Regions from separate parts of the Columba livia genome. Here region 2 is linked to region 1. A link is a contact called in public Hi-C data. All regions are on one chromosome and are shown on one strand. The core of a region is the stretch at or near the end of the contact, and the rest is flanking DNA. Distances in the headings are between cores, read along the strand shown. Region 1 overlaps LOC110362372 (a long non-coding RNA gene). Region 2 overlaps DHX36 (DEAH-box helicase 36).

Evidence for each region. A called contact is a pair of places that touch in the nucleus more often than the background predicts.
Region 2: a contact with region 1 is called in a Hi-C map of liver, with 3 times the contacts expected there. The contact joins two enhancer-like sites. A contact is called at or near these places in 2 of 2 Hi-C or Micro-C datasets (crop and liver).

What each region holds. Positions count from the first base shown.
Region 1 is chr9:876,259-883,441 of bColLiv1.pat.W.v2, reverse strand. LOC110362372 (a long non-coding RNA gene) reads right to left here. Exons shown (of 4, transcript XR_002419699.2): 4 at 4,779-6,147. Among named protein-coding and RNA genes, the nearest start is that of ARHGEF26, 16 kb to the left of the region's middle. Within about 2 kb of position 4,096, at least 2 of the 3 cell types and tissues checked have an H3K27ac peak away from gene starts, as active enhancers do.
Region 2 is chr9:935,345-942,343 of bColLiv1.pat.W.v2, reverse strand. It overlaps DHX36 (DEAH-box helicase 36), which reads left to right. Exons shown (of 25, transcript XM_065073373.1): 23 at 1-25; 24 at 579-731; 25 at 1,731-2,648. The coding sequence ends at 1,916. It overlaps ARHGEF26 (Rho guanine nucleotide exchange factor 26), which reads right to left. Exons shown (of 14, transcript XM_065073375.1): 14 at 5,864-6,999. Among named protein-coding and RNA genes, the nearest start is that of DHX36, 21 kb to the left of the region's middle. Within about 2 kb of position 2,838, at least 3 of the 3 cell types and tissues checked have an H3K27ac peak away from gene starts, as active enhancers do.

The DNA.
Region 1 (7,183 bases), core at 2,847-5,346:
GTTTTCTATGTTATCGACGTATCATTTCTTTGTTATCTATAACAAAAGCAGGTGAAACAGCCATTTGACACAAACTGGAACCACAAGAACAGCAATACAATTTCAGAACAGCAGTAAACTTAAAGGAAGGCTTAGAAATGTCTTTGTAAAAAGAATAAAAGAGCCATTAGCAGTGAACATTTTAATTGAAATACTTGTTTCAAATTTGCAACACTTATCAAAGTGTTGGCATGGAAAAAGCTCCCAGACCTCCTCCCCCGCAAGCGAGAGCTCCGGGCGGGACAGCAGCGCCTCCGGGAGCGCCCGCAGAGCGAACAGCAAGAGCAAATGCCACAATAACGTCTCTTCCCTTCCTGAAACTCAACAACAAACACAAGTGTTTAGCATGTGTATATCATTGGAGCATACTGAAACTTTGCATTTTGGGTTATTTGCAGACCTTGCTCTTTGAAGGGGCAGCTGAGAGACCCTTGCAATTTGAATAAGGCCTCCAGGAGCCTATTTGAACAAACCTCTGTGCTACTCTTCTGAACCCAATGTGCTCCAAGTCAGACTGCAAAAACAATTCTGATTTTCCTTGTGCCTAGAGAGAGCTCAACACAGGACCAAAGAGAAGTGCTCAGAAATATTAAAAAAGGAGAAGAAATGGAACAGGCAAGAAGCCTCAGGAGAGCAGATCCTGGAAATGCCGGCGCCGGGAGCCGGAGAGCTGGCAGGCGGTCAAGAGACGCAGCGCGAGCAGCAGCCGAGCGGGAGCGCAGCGCCCGGGCGGGCAGGCGGCGCCGGAGCTGCCGACCAGCACACACGGAGAAGTGAGTCGGGACTTTGGAAAGGAGATACGAGAAAGAAAACCCGGCACGTGGGGAGAATGAGAACAAGGAGACACGACCCAGGACTTGCAGAGACCTGGGATCAAGTCGTGGTCCAGAGAACGCCACTGAATCAAAGTCCGGGTTCCTTCTGGGCAGGGCAATTTGCAACTGCAGGTTTCTATGATCTCGCCTTATCTCTGGGCTCAGCTGGTGCAGAGAGGCAGGCAGGGCGGCAGGCGGTGTGGCTGAGTGGAGGCGTTGCAAGGGAGCAGACGCACTTAACAAGAATGCATTCCTTTTTATACAATTCTGTTCGTTTTCCTGGAGGTTTCAGACAAACATGCAAGTTTAGACTTCGCATTAAAGTTCTGCTGCATATGACTCTTTCAGCCAGTCAGGGCTTTATTTCTGTCTTACCTGCTCCCCATGGTTAAGAACTAAAGCCTTGCCTGCCTGGGAAAGCAGAGTCCTTGTTTCAAGAGAGTTTTAAAGACAGAAGGATTGTGGCACTTGTCTCGCAGTCTCTGCAGCGCCTCTGGTCTTTAGTGCAGGCTCCTGCAGCACAGCGTGTCTGGCCGCTCCCGGGCAGAGCTCAGCGCAAACCCTGAGCAACTTGTGAGCTCATCCGCCACCTTTTGGGCTCTGACCTTTGGTCCTCCTGTAAACTGAAGTCATTAGACAAGGATATAATAGCATGCTCAACCTTCACCCTGCGATGCTGTATGAAATCGCTTTATTATTTGTGCTTACTTATTTTGATTCACCACAATTAGCACAGGCAGCTGCAGTCTCAGATGTAGGCAGCACTACACACAGATGCATATGCACATATGCACGTATCAGGAATCTACAGCTCCATTATAATTCCAACAGCTTCACTAACCGCCCCTTCCCCACCCGTTTTCCCCTTTGATAAGAAGGTACCTCTGTACCATCAGCAGCTTCACACAGGTCTGCTTTGGATCGGTCTCTAGGAAGCAATTAAAGCAGACAGGAGGGGTGGGTGTGGGGGAGGGCGGGGGGACTGGTTCTGGCTTTCAGAAGCTCTCCTTTGATGAGCACACAACTCCATAGGACGGAGCAGGAAAAGCAGGATGGAGGAGCTGGGTGTCAGGCTGCCCCAGCTTCACAGAGCAGAGATAACACCTGAGCACCTGGGAAGTGCCACGGCCCACGTGAAAAGAGCATCTGCACAATGCTCAGAGGTGGCTCCTGCACCACAGAACCCGATCCCAGTACAAACAGTATCTGTGCAATCCTCAGAGGTGGTTCCTGCACTGTAGAATCCAATCCCAGTACAAACAGTATCTGTGCAATGCTCAGAGGTGGCTCCTGCACTGTAGAACCCGATCCCAGTCCAAACAGTATCTGCACGATGCTCAGAGGTGGTTCCTGCACCACAGAACCCGATCCCAGCACAAACAGTATCTGTGCAATGCTCAGAGGTGGCTCCTGCACCACAGAACCCGATCCCAGTACAAACAGTATCTGCACGATGCTCAGAGGTGGCTCCTGCACCACAGAACCCGATCCCAGTACAAACAGTATCTGTGCAATGCTCAGAGGTGGCTCCTGCACCGCGGAACCCGCAGCCCCGTCACCTCTGCTGCAGCACAGACGGGTTGAACTGACGGCCGGGCCCAGCGCACACCCGTAACTGAACCTCAGGGCACGGAGCCAACACTGTTTGCATCCAACAACTTGGGCTATCCAGGTGATCAGCAAACCAGGTGTCTACTGTCCCCTTTCATCTTCCAGCAGGTGGAACAGCAGCCACCTGCCTTTGTGCCAGCCCGCACAAACCCGAGCTGCACGCTGATGAAGGAGCGGGCTGGCCCCGGCACTCACGGATTAAATTATCTGGAATTAGTCCAGTGACCAGCAGAACGCCAGACACCGTAACACCTCCGCAAAGCCCGCACACAGCTGCCTCTCAGGTGCAGTTCTCGGCTCTGCGCACACCAAAGGTTTCTCTGCTTCGACTGTGTTGGAATATTTCATGTACTATAAAGCTCAGGGAAAATTTCTGCAACCTAGCGGTGTGAAAGTGCTTGTATCAGTAGAATCACTTTCAACTGAGGAGTAAATTCTGTTTGCCTATGGCCATTTATACCAGTACAGTATCATCCATGTGGAGGAATGGATCACCAGAGGAAAAAAATATCACCTATCACACTGAACTAGTTACGCTGGAACAGAGACAGTTTGTTCAAAGACTCATCTTATTATACAAGATCACTGTTTTCCTAACTCGTGTGTAAGAATCTATTAATGAAAATATCTTTACCTAAAGCTTGCAGGCTCTCCAAGTCTTTTATTACAACACACCAATGTGGAAAATGAGACACAGTCTAAATCCGTGAAAATTGGTTCACAGGCACAATCTCAGCCAGCGCTGTAGGAAAGGTGTCTGCACGCCACAGAAAGCCTGAGAACGCCCTGTGAGCACGCTGCAGAATAAAGAACTGCTGCTCTTCTCGCCATCTGAAGTTGCCACAGGCAACATCTCAGTTCTCTGGCAGCTCAACGTCTCTGCAAAGGTTGGGCTGGAGCAGCGCGCACTCCCATGTTCTTACACAGAACGGGGGTTAGCACAGACGGCACGCAGCACATCTACGGATGCGTCTCATTAGCCTGGGATGAACTCACAGACACATCCTTGGAGGCAAAGAAATCAAAACTGTCACCTGAAGAGCCACCAGCTCATTTGTCTGGGTTTGTTCCCATTTTGTATCTCATCTAATGCATTTTATGGTACCAAAATCATGCGGTTAAATGAAAGCTAGCAAGCTATTCAAAGGGCTATCATGAACAACACACAGTATCATTAGATATGGGCATTACTCACTGTATAAAACAAACAGCACAGAGAGAATGTACCTGTTGGCTGCAACCTCTGCACATGTCTCAGCTCATATCTCTCTGCAGAGTGGGTAATATTCACGTCCAGTTTGGAACTGGGTATTTTGCTCCAGCACTGGGCTGAAACGGGACCCTCCAAAGCTTAACGGGTGGGGCGGGGGATCCTCCGCCCCCGGTTTCTGGCAGGGTCCACAACAACTCACCCATCTGAGCGGTTTTGTTGAGAAATACGCAGAGGTATCACGGGACTTGCACAAAACCCAAACCAAGCCGCCATCTGGGCCACACGGGGAGCGTGTGAGCGTGAGACGGGTTTGAACACCCAGGCCTCACAACCAGCTGGCAGGACGGACAGACGGACGTGGCTCAGGGCTCACTGCTTTGGTCAAAATGAAACAAAGGCAGCACATCTAAAAGAAGGAGCAGAAAGCCGGTGGCAGAATGTGGCCCCACGTCTCCCCAGGGCCTCGCCAGCAGCACCGGCACGTTTGCCGTGGTGAAGAGCAAACCAAGCGGCTATTTTTAAACTCACTTGATTCAACACACATGGGCTGAATTCTGTTAGAAATAAGGACCTTCTGATGCAGTTATTGAAATTGCCACTAGACAGAGCTGTTCATCTTATTTTTAACCTCAGAAATACTTACAGGCCCAGTGATGTGCCAGAAATCCAAGAGGGGTTTGTGTTATAGGCTCCTCAGAAAAACGCACATGTCTGCAACAACTGCACGGCGTTCGCAGCCGGGCTGTCGGTTTTGCACCGCACTATATATAATCTCGTCGCTGGAGCCGAGGGCTGCAGCTGTGTCTCATAAATTCTCCAGTCATCCACCAACCGATAGTGATTAAAAGATGACAGGTTAAAAAAACGCCCGTTTTTCCGTGGTTAAACTACAGTGTGTGTGTGTGTGACCTGAAAATAAGCAAAACATCTGGAACTCCAAAAGAGCCATGACAAGTCCGTGACCATTTACTGCCAAGTACATTTTGCCAGAGTTCTGGAAAGGCGCAAACAACGGTACCTTTGAAAAACAGGGAAGTTGTAATTGCAGGCAGGGAACACACATTCAGAAAGTCATTAAGCATGAGAGCCAGCAGACTGGATTCAATGACTAATACTGCATTTTAATCACTAGGTAATGATGTATCTTACTGCTTACTCTTGACTATCCACCCACCCCACTGCCCATCACCAAGCAGCAGTTCTTCGCACTGAAATTACCCTAGAAATCAATGTTTGTTGGCGACCATGGAGCTACAACTGTTTGTATCACCCAATTATCTGCTCTTTTCTGATGAATTTAGGGTAAACCAGATTTTCTTTAAGGAAAAGCAAGCACTGGTTTTGGGAGGAAGCAGAGAGATGAGCATTCAGCTGGTTCTCCTGTGCTCACACCCTGCTTTGCATTGCAGGCAAGCCGAGCAGGAATTTCTGGAATTTCTGCAGCTGTAGCTCCGGATTGATTTCATCTTGTGATTGCAGCAGCTGTGGAGCCGCCAGCGCTCCCGTACAGCCCATGTGTGGACTGGGCTGCGTGTGAGCACCTCCAGAAGGTTTCATTCATTTCCCTGCTGGTTTCGGGCGTGGGATTTTAGGTTCTATTTCAGCGTTGGGCACAGTGAGTGCTGAGGCAGGTGAGGGCTGAGGCAGGTGAGGGCTGAGGCAGGTGAGGGCTGAGGCAGGTGAGGGCTGAGGCAGGTGAGTGCTGAGGCAGGTGAGGGCTGAGGCAGGTGAGGGCTGAGGCAGGCGAGGGCTGAGGCAGGTGAGGGCTGAGGCAGGCGAGTGCTGAGGCAGGTGAGGGCTGAGGCAGGTGAGGGCTGAGGCAGGCGAGGGCTGAGGCAGGCGAGTGCCTCTGCTAGCCCGGCACAACATTTTCTATGAAGCTTTAGTGTGTAGTTGTGCCTGCAGGTGCACCTGTGTTTCAGACGCCAGTCAAACCCAGGCCTCCTCCCTGTCCATCCTCCTGCCGTACCACAGTCATGCTCCACAACAACTAGAGGTGAGACAGAATACCCAGTGTGACGTGGGCTTCCTCACTCACCTTGAACAATAACCGGGCGCTGAATCCAGTTGGTTTTGCTCTGTCACCCCCATTTCTCCCCCGGGCACGGCGGGGTCAGTGCTGCCAAGGGAGCGGGTTCGGGGCACAGGTTCCTGCCCTCTGCCCACTCAGGACAGAAACGCTGAACTCCACCTGCTGCCCCGGGCACAGTACAGGGCACGGCCCAGCTATTAGCACATTCAGCGATGCTAATATACTATTTGCAATTTCCAGCACTAACTATTTCTCTAAAGCTTCTGAACTCTGTGGCATTTCTTGCATCTGTCACCTTCTCAACTCTTGCAGAATTTTAGCTGAAGGCAGTCAGGTCATATCCAGGCGGAGATTACAGCAAAGGAAGTGATGATGCCTTTGTCAGCTCCTCTGATGATCTTTGGATGCTGGCAAAGGGTTAGTCAGGTTTTGAAGAGCTGTAAGGCAGAAGAAGCATCAGCAGGTAAGAGAAACCCTGCAAGAAAGAGACATGAGGAGAGGGCGATGCACTGAACTTCTCTCACTAATGCCATGAATCTACCCAAAACAGCATGCGAATGCTTTGGAAGAAGAGAATGTAATAAAACAAAGAACAACACATGTGGTATCTATTCTGAAAGACAGACTTGACTTGAGTGGCAATCAAACCACTGAAGGCAGAGGAATGCCGTGAGAACAGGGAATTCCTCCTTCACTGTTTTAGAAGCCGCCTGCAATGTCTCGGTGGCCCCGCAAGGCCCGCTCTGCTGCAGCACCTGAACGCGTGGGCTCAGCAGCAGGCGGCATCGACACCCACAGGGGATGGGGGAGTTCATCCTCTTGGGAGATGCAGAAGACATACTTTCTGGTGTAAAAGCTGGAAAGGAGAAGGTGGTACAACGGGCATGGAGAACAAAGCCTGGCCCATCTTTTCCGTTTCAAACGAATATAATAACCTGAAAAGCTTTTGCTTCTTAGTTTGGGACCCAGAGCAAATGCCGTGCTTTCCCTGTGTGCCGTAACTGCTCCTGCCAGCGGTGCCACCAAGAAGAGCCGCAGCCGAGCGCTGTCACATCTTCCACAGCGCGTCCCCAGAGCGCGGGTCTGGAGCAGGACCTGCTGCACGGGGCCAGCTCGGCTCCCAGAGCCCTGCTCGAGATGCAAGGGCCTGCTTGGAGATTTTAACAGCTTCAGCCAATTACAACTGAGAACATGGTACAGCCTAAAAAATATCTGGAACCGTGTAAAAGATCTTTGGATCAAAGTCAGGTTTAGATTAGGATGAAGCCAAGGAAGTGCTCAGGCTCAGAAGGCCGGAAAGTTCACCAGAGCAGAGAACGTCCCCTCCTTGGCCAAGGTGCCTGCGCCTGTTCTGCCCCGGCTCGCACACGGGGCCCCGCTCGCCGCAGAGGGCGACGGGTTGTGAAACACGGCTCACAACCTCAGCTCCTCTGTTCAGTGACTGTGTCTGCGTAAAGAGAATTTTTCTTGTAT
Region 2 (6,999 bases), core at 1,589-4,088, 60 kb before region 1:
CCACTTGAAGATGAGAACCAGCAGCGTACGTGGACGTTGTGTTTGTGTAATTCATTGCCGTAGCTCTTGGAGCAGGTTGGGTCCGGGCTCGAAGGGGACGTGAGCAGTGCCTTTGTCTGCAGCCTTCCTGTCTCGGGTCCTTTCTTTTACATGCCATCAGATTTTGTTCTTTGTCATACTGGTGGTATTGTTCCATAAATAATTTATACTAACTTACGGGTTTTTTGGTTGGGTGGGGTTTTATGTTTGTTTGAAAGGTTCTGGCAATGACAGGTGTCATTTTTTCATTATTATTATGTTTTTGAATCCAGTGTTGTACTTTTGAATATGCTGAAACTTTTTTTCCCTCTGTTACAGAATAGTTGGTTTCATTTCACCACTTGTGTGATGGAACCCGGAGCCGTTTTTGCTCCTGTTTAATCTGATTTCATGTAACTTAGGAGTTGCTTCAGATATGTCTTGCAAATTTGTGAATGACTCTGAATAATGACATTCTGAAACTTAGCAGTTTCATTAAGGGTTACTGAAGCCATTTCAGATGTTTTGAAGGGTGACTGGGCAATTTTGTTGTCTTGCAGATCTACTTGTATGACTGTACGGAGGTGTCTCCATACTGTCTCTTGTTCTTTGGAGGAGATATATCCATTCAGAAGGACAAAGATCAGGACACCATCGCTGTGGATGAGTGGATTGTTTTCCAGTCTCCAGCAAGAATAGCCAACTTAGTTAAGGTGACTGTGTGTGGTAATCAAGTGTATGAAAGGCTTAGCGTAACACTGATTCTTCTTAGAGGTATCTGCATATTGAAATTACTGTCTACCTACAGAGTTTTCACTGTAGGGAGATAATAATGTTTTAAATGTATTCCCAATAAGCAGTTTAAGTACACAAAGTAAACGAGAGACCTGCTTAAGGTGTGGAGATGAACACAAGTTAACACACAGTAGTAAAAATAACATTCTGAACAGTCTGTATCCCGTGGTGAACTGGGCAGGAGCAGACAGCAGTGTACTCCCATAGTTTGCCCATAGGAGCAGTCAGGTTTATGTATTTATCTGATGTAATTGATTTAATGAGGGCGTGTCCCTGTTGAGGCATCAGAAGTGCGGCTGTGATGTTCTTCAGTCGGCGCAGCCTCTGCTGAAAAATTCATGGGAATATTGAAAAACTCTAGAAGCTTCAGGGAAGAGTCGCACGGTGGATTTAAAGGATTTATAAACGTGTTTTACAGTGAGAGATTTGAAGAGCTTAATCTCTAGTCATCCATAGCAAAAGCTGTAGGTTTACTTGATCTGTGATTCTGTGATCGGCCCACGGGATGTCCACGGGGGTGTGGAAACGTGAGGCTGGGGCTTGTCAGCCAGCGGTGATGAGTCCCAGGGGAGAGGAGCTGACCGGAGCTTTGTGTGATACTGCATCCTAGAAATCGTACCTGCTTCTTCCTTTAAGTCAAACATTCTTAATCCTGAAATAGCCAGCTAAGGGACACGTAGCCTGTTAAAGAGATTGTCGTCTGCCATAACAGGTAAAACTGATCATTTTTGAGAAGCAGCTTTTGATCCCAAAGACAGCAACGCTGCAATGAGTCGACAGAAGAGCAGGTGTAAAGGGGTTTGAACGTGCTGTGGTAATGCTGTGTGTTGCTCTAATGGCCTCTTTTTTCTTTTCTCGTTTCTCTTTTCTGTTTTTTTTTATCTTCTTTTTTCTTCATTCCAACAAACTCTTTACAGAATTTAAGAAAAGAGCTTGATGATCTTCTACAGGAAAAAATAGAAAACCCACATCCCGTGGACTGGAATGACGTTAAATCCAGGGATACGGCGGTGCTGACAGCTATTATAGACTTAATCACAACACAGGAGAACGAAAGTGCCAGGAACTATGCTCCGCGGTTCCAGAGCGAACGCTATAGTTGACACAGTTCCTTCTGGATCCATAAAACCAACCCCTTCACCTCTTTTGTTTTGTTTCTTGTTTTGTTTTTTTTTTTCTATAACATTTATTTAGCTAAAGGAAAAACTTTTCTAGGGTAAGCTGCTAATGCCCTCAGACTGAAGACCAGTTATTTTGAAACAGTCGGTAATATCTGTATATGCATGGTATTCTGTGTTCAGTGTAGCTTTCCGAGGGAAGATGCAATGCTAGCAATGTCAGTTGATGTACGGTTCTTGTCTGCTGTAGTTTGTTTGGTTTTTTACCCACCAGGTAACAGATATCAAAGAAACCTGCTAAAATACTGCTTAATAACACCTGAACTGCTCTTGCTATTGGTAGAAACATCTCAAAAGAAGTTTTTTTAATAGGGGGTGGTGAATAGTTATACTGTGTGTTATTCCAGCTGTGCCACAGAAAGCAATTACAGCTTAATTAAACTAAACTTGAAAACACTTTTCCAATTTGTACTGTGGGAGGAAACAATCTTCAGAAATATCCTCCTCTTCTGCCTTTCATCCCCTTCAGTTAGTTTTTGTTCATTTTCTGCGCCCATCCATCATCACCACTGACAAAAATCTGAGGCTACAGGAGCCGCGGTCAGTCAGCAGTCGTCGTGGAGCGCACTGCCAGCTTGCATTGCTTTCTGAGGCTTTTTAGAGCAGTCCGTGTATGGGTTATAGGATTACATTAAAGGTCTTTTATTTACAGTGTTATTTCATCTGTTCTAATTGTTAACGCTTTGAATGCTTCCAGCTCTCTGAGAACATTGTTTAGGATTTCAGGTAAGGTGACTAGCTTGAGAAATACTGTGAACTGCTCAGTTGGAGTTATTTTGTGCAGAAATAAGTGTTAGTGACTACTCTGTGCTTTCCATGGGTTAACAAGGACGCCAAGCTCATTATTTGCACAGCACAGCTGCGAAAGGTTCATGTAGCTCAGCCTGCCTCCCCTCGGGTCAGTACCTGCTGTGCCCCAGGTGCGCTGCGTTGAGGAGGGGAGGCAACAGAAGCCTCGTGCGCGGCCGCGGGAGCGGGCTTGGGCGCCACCGCTCTCGGCCGGAGCCCCGGCCCGGCCCCCCCGCCCCGACCCGGCCCGGTTGTGCGGGAAGGAGCGGGGCTGTGAGACCCCACCGGGGCTGTGAGACCCCACCGGGGCTGCGGGACCCCCGGGGGCCGCCGGTCCCCCCGGGCCCCCGGGATCGGGTACGCGCGGAGGCGGCCGTTCCATCCACCTCAGGGCCGCACGACCGGCGGTGAGCGACCGGCGGGAGCTGCAGGTGAGCCCGGAATCAAAGCGCGGGGGGAAATAAACTGAATTAGCGGCGGTTTGCGAGGAAATGGCGATGATGTCGCTTGTTGTGGCGCTGTTGGGAACAAAGGGCGGCGCGCTGGGGCAGGTGCAGCGGGGCGGGAGGACACAAGATGGCGCCCGCAGCCGCGGTTGTGGGGACGGGCGGACATGGCGGGGCGGCTGCTCCGCGCCACAAAACCCCGGGTTCTCGGGGCAGGATGGTTGGATTAGAAGCCAGGGAGACTACAGGGTTGGATTAAAGTCACGAAGAACGTAGAAACTAGCAAGCGATACTAGTCGTAGTCTTTGTTCTTGGTTTCTTGCAGTACTTAAGTTATGGCTAGATTTCTACTTCAGAGCATTGAGGGTGGAAAGAAATGGTAACAGTAGCAGCAGAGGTTGAACAAATTAAATATGGATGGCAGTTCTTTCAAATAGCCATCCCTCCAAATTGTGGAGGATCGGGCTGTGGTATTGAGGCCTCCACCAGAACAAAAGGTCACGGGCTGGTATGGTCTCAGCCTTAATTATAATGTGACTGTTGTGAAAAAAAATGGTACTAGTTACACTTTCCCCAGCTGTGCTCAACAAATCCTTTTAAGCATAAATGTATCAAAAACCTCCATGTTCCTGAGTTGGAAAATGAGCCGATTCCCACTTTCGGTGTCCTGGTTTGGCTGGGGAGTTACTGCGCAGTCCTGTGCCGCGTTGTGGTGTGAAGAGTTGATAACGGGGCCGTTTGGGGCGTTGTGAGGGTGACCCCGGCTGCCCAAAGGGGTTGTCCCCAGCAGCTGTGGGCCGTGCTGCTCGGCAGCCAGAGCTGCAGGACAAGGGGGGACATTTGGAGTTGCGGGTGTCTTCCCAGGTCATCCATGTGTGTGATGGAGCCCGTTTTCCTGGAGACGGCTCAACGTAAATCCCCCATTTTGCTTTGCTTGTGCGCATGGCTTTTTCTTTACCTGTTAAACTGTCTTTATCTGAACCCCAAGTTTTCTCACTTCTACCCTTCCAATTCTCTTCCCCTTCCTGCGGCGTGAGCAGCTTAAACCACAGCAGCGGGTTATCACACAGTCTATGTGGTAATGCTGCTGTGAGCTCTTTAAACTTCCCGTTGGATGCGGTGGCCAGAGATCACGCATGTTTCTCTCCACAGTTCATAGTGCACTTAACAAAGGCTGTTTCTGCCCATGTGTTATTTTCTAGCATCTTCTGGAGCTCCAGGTTATGGAATAGAACAGAAATCATTGGTGGTAATTAATTCTTCCTGACCATCGTGTTATTTCCAGTTTGCCCAAGTGATGTGGTTGTTATGATAGAGCTGTTGAAGATCTTTTGCAGAGCTCAGAGCACCACTGAGAACTGTCTCTGTCGTTTGAGGAAACAAGACTTCCTCAATCTTGGCATCAGAGTTCACTCTGGGCTTGTTTCTAGCACTTGTGTTCCCTCTGCTTGTTTTGACTAAGTGTGTTACTGTAGAAACAGGATACGCAAGAAGAGAAAGGTCATGTGAATATATTCTATAGATACGGCTAAGGTATGTGCATGTAAGTAGGGTGCTGCACAAAGACTGCGGCTCATGGCGTGTAGGTTGTTTAAAGTGATCCTACTTCTGCTAGTTTGTTTGCAGCCGATTAGCTTTGCATAATGGAGAACAAATGTATTCTTTGATGTGAAAGTCAAGAACAACACTGCATTAGCGCATTACTTTTAAAGGAGTGCAGCAGACAAACGTACTGTATGTTATGTTGCAGGGATGATAGAAAGAAGTACGGTGTTAACAACTGTTCTTTAGTGGTGTCGGGTGAGCATTTGGCGATGCTGAGACAGGTCGGGCCGGGGGCACCAGGTTCCTGGAGGGTTCTTGGTGGGCTCCTGGTTCTCATCTGCACAGTTTAGCTGCCAGACATACATGTTGGACTTTGCACGGCTTCTGCACACCTTAAATAATCTATATTTAATTGCAGCATGTAAAATGAAATTCTGGTTCAGGGAACTGAGGGCCTTTTAGTTTTGGTCAGCTTGTCAAAACCTGATGAGGGAAGTTATGTAAGGAAGGGGTACACATTCCAAGCCCTGCAAAAATGAGAGTTAATTTACCAGTGACGAACTCCCAGCTCTGTTCTGTCACTGCTGGGCTGTTTGATTGGAAAGGAGGTACTAGTGTCACCTCGTTGTCCTCGGGTGGCAGAGACAGCGGGGGTGTGCTGGTCCGTGAAAGCAAGGAAGGGGTTTTGCAGATGATTCCCGCTGCAGAATTGTTTGTCTTGGAGCAACTCAGTTGAAACATTTTTGGTAATGAAAAGATGGTGGAGTTGCTACAAAACCAAACCAAACCCGAACCACACTGTGCAAACCCCTCGGGTTTGGGAAGCTGTTCATGCAGCTCCACTCCAAAGCGCAGATCCTTGAAGAACCTTTTGTTCTTGGCTGGTTGGGAGTGAGACACGAGCTGCTCTCCTCGGCCTGGATTCAGTGCCATTGCTCCAGCTTCCTGGGCTTCGCTGTAACCTCTGTCTGTGACAGACGAGGTGGACACGGGACGGGGCTGTTTGTCTTTACAGAACAGGTGTGATTCCTCTGACAAGAATGACCCAAACTACTTGCAGTTTAACAGTATTTGTTAAAGAAAAACTGAAGCTTTTTTTAGTAAAGATTTAAAAGTATTTTATTGATTGTTGTCCTATAAAATCATAGAAGTCTTTCATCCCTGAAGAACCGTGTCTGACAACAGGAAAACTGGAAAATGCCTTTAAAAAAATTACAGCATTTTTGGAAAAACTAGGTATGAAAAATATATACAATGCATTAAAAAAATCTGAATAACATTAATCTCTGGATTTATACATTCCGTTATGTGTTAAACATCTGCCTGTGTACAATAAAATTTGTTAAAAATTTATTAGCAGTATTTTCACTATGTTAAATAAGTTTTTTGTTCAATTTACAGTTTCTCTCATTACTATTTTATCAGTCCACTTATAAATTAATTTATAAGGCTGTATAACCACTGTCAAGACCACCAAGGTAAGTACTTTTGTACAAAATTATTGCTATCCTAATATATTTTAAATTGTTACAGAGATATATCTTTATAAACATCCAATTCATTCACAAATCAACATATTACAGTATATAAAACATACAGCCCCTTTAAAAAAGACAGCGAATGGAACAAAGCAGAGTCTTGTATAAGTGTTTCCCTCACTTCTACTGAACACGTGTTCTACCCGCCGAGGTGTCGGCTGGTCCTTAGCAAGGTGAAGGTTTTTAGACTAGAGCCTGTCACAGCCTGTAAACTGCAGTTCAGTTGAACTTTCTGGCTCCGCAGAAGGACGTGATCAATTTCCTCTAGTACAGGAGAGCAGAGACACTAAGAACAAAACCCAGAACAATGTATTTCATGTAGGCTGCAGTCCCATCAAAACTCTTGCTCTGAAGCAATAACTTAACATGAAGACCTAGTTAAACACAAGGAAAACAGGAACAAAATAGACCCATTTCCAGCAGTTATACTTTAAAATACCTCTGCTGAAATGGATCTTAAAATGGGCTAATCAACATTGCCTGTTTTGCGGAGTTGGGTACCTCTTTCTTGCTTTCAGAAACCCTTTCACACTGCAGCACGAGGAGGAGAACAAGTCGGAGCTGCCTGAATGAGAATGGCGCAGTCCTGGAGCGCCACGGGAGGCCCCGCTCCGCGCCCCGCGTCCTGCTCTGCAGCTGCTGCCGGCTTGGCTGGCACGGGTCAGAGAGCCGATTACTTCTTGCGAAGCC